Linked DNA regions of Anas platyrhynchos: region 2 is linked to region 1. Evidence: chromatin contacts called from public Hi-C data. All regions are on one chromosome and are shown on one strand. The core of a region is the stretch at or near the end of the contact, and the rest is flanking DNA. Distances in the headings are between cores, read along the strand shown.

The links. Hi-C and Micro-C count contacts between places; a contact is called where the count stands out from the background.
Region 2: a Hi-C map of skeletal muscle shows a contact between it and region 1, with 2.9 times the contacts expected there. The contact joins the promoter of SLC22A16 here to the enhancer-like site in region 1. A contact is called at or near these places in 2 of 8 Hi-C or Micro-C datasets (liver and skeletal muscle).

Annotation. Positions count from the first base shown.
Region 1 is chr3:72,401,119-72,403,998 of IASCAAS_PekinDuck_T2T, forward strand. It overlaps REV3L (REV3 like, DNA directed polymerase zeta catalytic subunit), which reads left to right. Exons shown (of 32, transcript XM_027454696.3): 30 at 18-264; 31 at 1,001-1,210. Among named protein-coding and RNA genes, the nearest start is that of MFSD4B, 14 kb to the right of the region's middle. Within about 2 kb of position 1,358, at least 1 of the 8 cell types and tissues checked has an H3K27ac peak or open chromatin away from gene starts, as enhancers often do.
Region 2 is chr3:72,735,586-72,738,465 of IASCAAS_PekinDuck_T2T, forward strand. It overlaps SLC22A16 (solute carrier family 22 member 16), which reads left to right and starts at 1,403. Exons shown (of 9, transcript XM_072036103.1): 1 at 1,403-1,631.

The DNA of each region.
Region 1 (2,880 bases), core at 108-2,607:
AAGGTGTTTTTGAACAGGAGAATGCTGGCCTATGACCGTCGCTCTGAACCTCGAGTCGGGGAGCGAGTGCCCTACGTCATCGTGTATGGCATGCCTGGGCTGCCCCTGATCCAGCTGGTGCGACGGCCCATCGAGGTCCTGCAGGATCCCAACCTGCGGCTGAACGCCACCTACTACATTACCAAACAAATTCTGCCGCCGCTGGCCCGGGTCTTCTCGCTGATCGGCATCGACGTCTTCAGCTGGTACCACGAACTGCCACGGGTAAGTGCCTTTGGGAACAAACAGATGACGTGTGCAGTGCATCCGTGCGGTGCTTGGTTTTATTGTGGCTTTTCACAGGACGAGGCTTGTGGGAGGTAACGGAGCAGGTCAGTTTTTTACAAGGCAATGGTTTCATGCCTAAACATGCAGGCTTGATTCTTAGGTCTTGTGTGTTTTTTTCATTTAGCAAGTCAATTTTTCCTTCTGATCCTTCTGTTCAAGGTTGATCTGTCAGGCTGTACTTAATTTAAATTCTGTACGGTCAGTGTTGGAACTCTTGTTTTTCCAAGATGTTCTGAGGATCCTCTTCCTAAAAAATGTGGTAATGCCAAAGCAGCAGGAACACTTTCTTAAGAATCACCAGAAGTTTTAATCTGGTTGTTTCCAAAACTGCAGCCACCGGAGCTGCAGCAGGGCACGTGGAGCAGCAGCTCAGCGCATAGATGAACAACTGCAGGAAGCGGGGTTTGAGATGAGCTCAGGAATTTACCCCGTGATTTAGGATTTCTGCAGTGTTACTCTGTTTCTCCCTTCTGGTGAGCTTCCTTGTGAAACTGGTCATAGTGTGTGGGCAGGTGCTCCTTAGAGCGCTGCAATCCACCTTCATAATTTGCCTATGAGCTGTGCCCCACAGGCTACGTTACGTTTCCATACTCCATAAAAATGCCTGCGTAATCTAGGAACAACACAAGCTGCTCTCTCCAAAGTTCCTTACCTCTTACTTTCTACCAAACAGATCCAAAAAACTGCCTCCACTGCCCGCAGTGAGCTGGAAGGACGCAAAGGCACAATCTCGCAGTATTTCACGACCTTACACTGTCCCGTGTGTGATGAACTGACCCAGTACGGGATCTGTAATAAATGCAGAAGCCAGCCGCAGCATGTGGCAGTGATTCTCAACCAAGAAATCCGAGAGCTGGAGCGTAAGCAGGAACAGCTGGTCAAGGTATGATTAAAGCATTGTCAGATGTCTGTCAGCCACAGACAGAGGCTGAAATTTCAAAGCAGCGTGTTACTGAATACCCTCAACAGAAATAGGAAGTGCAGCCCTGGTGTTAAACGTGTTAGAACTTGTTTGCTTTTCCCGTTGCTGCTGAAGGCAGCGCAGCAGCTGTTACTCTCCTTAGCATTGCATAAAACCGAAGCCAAAGGGGGCGGAGAGGAGCTGAACAAAAGATGCTTTTTTCCTTTTCTTGCTTTTTTTTCATTTTTAAGAATATCTTGCACGGTTTTTTAGGTTCCTTTTCATAAGTGTTGATGAAGAGTTGTAAAATATGTTGAAAAAATCAGCTTTTGTTATAAAACAACTGGTGATGTTCCAGTAACAAAAAAAAAAAACCTTTGTCTGAGAACAAAATATTTATCTGCATGCATAATGTGGATGTGTTCTAGTTTGGGTTTTTTTTGTTACCTTTCCTCTTGCTACAAATATTCCAAGCTGTTTTTTTTCCCTTGAGCTAGAAGTCAATTAAGAGGGCAGCTGACTGTGCTCCCTAATGCGTTATAGCAAAGCACTCTGCTTCCCCTTTCAGTATGCCCTCACCTAATTTTTGTACTGCAGTAGTTTAAAATTAATATTTGGGTTTATTTTTGTTGTTATTGTTGAAATCATTTTTAGCACTCGCGCATGAACCATTTTGATTACTTGCCTGAATTGCAGGGATATAAATGTTCCCGTAATCTGGGCATTAATTAGCCATATTCCTATGGGGCTCTGTTCCTAGAAAACCATTTTAATTCTCGATTCATAAATACCACATTACTAAGATGTGAACTTCTCTTTTCTTGCTGTATTTTGCAATAGCAGCTCTCATCTGCATTGTAAATGACAGGAAAGGAAGGCGATGTGTTTTCCTGTGGTGCGCTCGCCCTTTTACATTGCTTTTGTTCTGGAATAAATTAAAACTGGGCGGATTGGTCTGGCCTCGCCGAAGGACCAGGGGTTTTGCTCTCTTGTCAGTGCAACTTGTGCCAGGGCAGCAAGGGCTGGGATCCAGTTCTAGTCAGTGTTTGGTGACTCAGCCTGTCAGTAGGAGCATGTGTCCCGATCTACATGCGCCTCATGGCGCAAATTCTTGGCCCTCCTAGATCATACACAATCCAGAGCCAGCAGAAAACCCATGTATCAGTTTAATGCCACTGATGATATTTTAAAACTTGGCTTAAAAATTCGCTGCCCTAGAAGAGAGCCACAGACTTGTTCACAAGATACAAACTGAACGTTGAAAGCGTCTTGAGTATTACTTAGTTTGGCCCCATGGTTTCAGACCAGCCCCAGCCTCTTCCAAATGAACCAGAGGAGACTGTAATTTCTGAGGCTCTGCTGGTGGTTACAATCCTAGAACAAACCCAGTATAAATCCCGTTCCTAAAGGTCAGCAGGGGCTGGTGTCAGCACAGCGTGTGCCGCCTGGCTGAGGGGCTGCTCCTCCGCAGCTCCTGCCTGAGTTTCTGGTCTGCAGCAACTGATTTTAAAAGCAGACAGAGTTCATTGATACGACTTTGACCTCTTGCTCAAACTTTGCAAATGCTAGGAAGGCTCCAAATTCTTGTGTTACAAAACACAGGTGTGGATGGGAAGCAAACCAGCGAGTTTTTGGAAAAACTGTTGGGGGTG
Region 2 (2,880 bases), core at 153-2,652, 330 kb after region 1:
AGGCATAGAGAGAAATGTGTGCGGGAATGTCTGTGAGAGATTCTGCAAAGGGAGAACTCTGGATGTTTTTAGGTTTAAAAATGGTGCTGAAAGGGACTTCTCTCTTATTTTCCTGCTTGACCTTTACACTGAAAAAAAAAGATCTTCCTGCTGAAACCTAATGAATTTACTTGTTGTAGGAGGCAAGACACTAAAACCAGGCAGAAGAGCAGCAATGCAATATTTAGCCAGAGTGTTTACTATTCGTTGCTGTTTGGCTTTGCAAATAACTATTTAACTAGTGTGGCTCTTTGGAGAAAGAAACGCTTTGTGAAAGTACCAGTGCTGCACTCCAGCACGTACCACTTCGACCTGGAAAACATTCTCCAGAGAAAAACAAGGTCGATTAAGTTAAATGTTGATATTTTTGAGGTAAAAAAACAACAAATACAAAAAAATTTACCACAAACCAACAAATCAGTCCTTGGACTTGCTGGTTCACGTACCCTAAGGAGGTAGCAGCAGCACACTCCAGGCTGTGTATTAAAAAAATCTGTTGCAGATGCAGGAAGATGTACAGAGAGATTATCAAGCAGCGATGCTTCAAAGCTTGTGTGGGATGGGGGGAATACACCACAGTAGCTATGAGGAGGAATCCTCTCCTGGCCCTGTTCTTCACATTCCTGGCTGCGTATCGTGCTATTTGCTCACTGCTGGGCTGCTCAGGAGCTGCTCGGAGCCAAGGGGGCCGACAAACATCTGCTTTTTGTAGGTCTGCAGCGGGACAGATCGCCACCACGTAGCACGAACATCTGCCCCGCGCAGAGCCGCAGCTGTGGCGCTTGCTTGGGTTTGTTCTGTGGAGATTTTTCTGCGCCTCCTAAAAAATAATAAAATATGCAATGCAAATATGGTAAGACGGAATTGTTTGGGCTGTTTTTGGTTTTGTTTTTTACTTTTCTTCCTGTTTTTCAGGAGAGCAGCCCAGTCAGAGCTGGAGATGGGTCTCGCCTCACCGAACCGCAGGGGCACTTGGCTCTGAAGGAGACTTCGGAGCGTGGCTGGGTCTAACCGAGAAGGGAAATTACATGCTCTGGGGGGTGAAAAAAGCCTTACTATCTAAAAACGTGAAAAAAACTGTCAGAAAAAAAAAACGTACTAAATTTGCGAGTGACAGCCGTGTTACATGGGACCCATATTTCACTTTTATTGAATGCTGATAGTGTTTTACATCGTGTGCCTGTTTCGGAGGGGGGTTGAAGGCACCTCAGGGTTCCTTTAACTCAATTTGGGGGCTCCCTGCTCTGGGGGGGGGTGCGAAGGCGGCCGAGGGACGGTTGGCGGCGGGCCGCGACCGTTGGGGCGCGACCGTTGGGCGGGCGCCCCTCAGCCGCCACCTTGCGCCGGGCCGGGCCGGGTGAGGGCGAGGGGGGCCCGGGGCAGGGGCGGGGCGGGCAGCGGGGCCCCGCCGGGGCCGGGACCGGGATCGGGATCGGGACCGGGGCCGGGACCGTGAAGGGGGCGGAGGGCAGGGGCCGGGCGGCTCCCGGTGTCTCCTCAGGGCAGCGGCGCTGAAGGCTCGCGGCTTGCGGCCGTCCCGCCATGGCTCCTGGCTCCGAGCGGCTCTTCGACTCGCTGGGACACTTCGGCAGGTAGCGGGGCTGCGGGCGGGGACACAGACACACAGACACACGGACACTTGTGGTAAATGCACGCTCTGCGTGCACACAGCAGCCTCGGTTTGCGAGGTGGGGCGCGCAGGCTGCAGGGGATACGAGGGGCTGAGGCTGTGGGTAGGGCAGGTGATGGAAAAGAAGCGCTGGACACGGAGATGACACTTCTGCATGCACAACTCACACGACTGAAAGGCGTGTGACCCTCCGTGGGTGCTGTCCTGATGCACTGAGCAGTGTGGATTTCGCAGGGGTGTCCTGCTGGAGCAGCCCCTCATGTCATGGTTTGCTGCGAACCACAGCTTTGTGCTTTCTGGCTCAGTTGCCAGCAGGTTAGCCCACACCACGGTGGGGATCTGCTCCCCATCAGGGGCAGGCAGCAGCCTTTCAGCAAAGCCTTGGAGCTCCTGTTAATGGTAGCAGCACATACCTGTGCTCCGCAGCAGCCCAGGCTCCTAGCGCCACGTGCAAGCAGTGTCAGTATCAATAACCTCCGTGGTTGTGTAGCATGGAAGGACTTGTTCTTTGCTTAACTAGGATCTCAGCTTAAAATGAAACCTGCCAAGTTGTGATCTCCATGCGTAGCCATCTGAACAATATCTCATTCATGATCCGTTCTGGGTCAGCAACAAAAATATTTTGTTGTGTGTGAGCTAGGAGGGGATTCCTAGCAAACTGTTTATTTTGCTATTGCTCTTCTGTCTTGCATGCTGTTTGTGAAAAACAAGCGCTTGACACTGAATGCTGACATAACACGAAAGTAGTTATTTCTAATGAAGTAATTTTCCTAATTGAGATCATTTGAAAACTCTATCTGAAGTACTGATAAAGCCACATTTCGCAATTAAAGGGAGAATAATTCTACAACGATAACTCACTTTAGGACCTTTCAGTGAACTGCAGACTGCTGAAACGCACACAGCCATGTGTCCTCATGGCTGTTCAAGATTCCAAACACCACACACTAAAAGTAAACATAATGTGGGTTATAGTGGATGGACTTATTTTTAAAATGTTGTAAAAAAACTGTTTATTCCTTCAATACTGCTGGATAAATGCTACATATAAAATGTCTGCTACAACATATTCTTAATTGTAGCTGCAGCAAGTTCTGATTAGTTTGCATTTATGCACCACTGTGACAGTCACAGGCAATCAATAGTTTCTTCATTTCAAGCAATTCTCACGAGGCTCGTGCAAGCCATGCACTACGCATAGATCTGGTGGA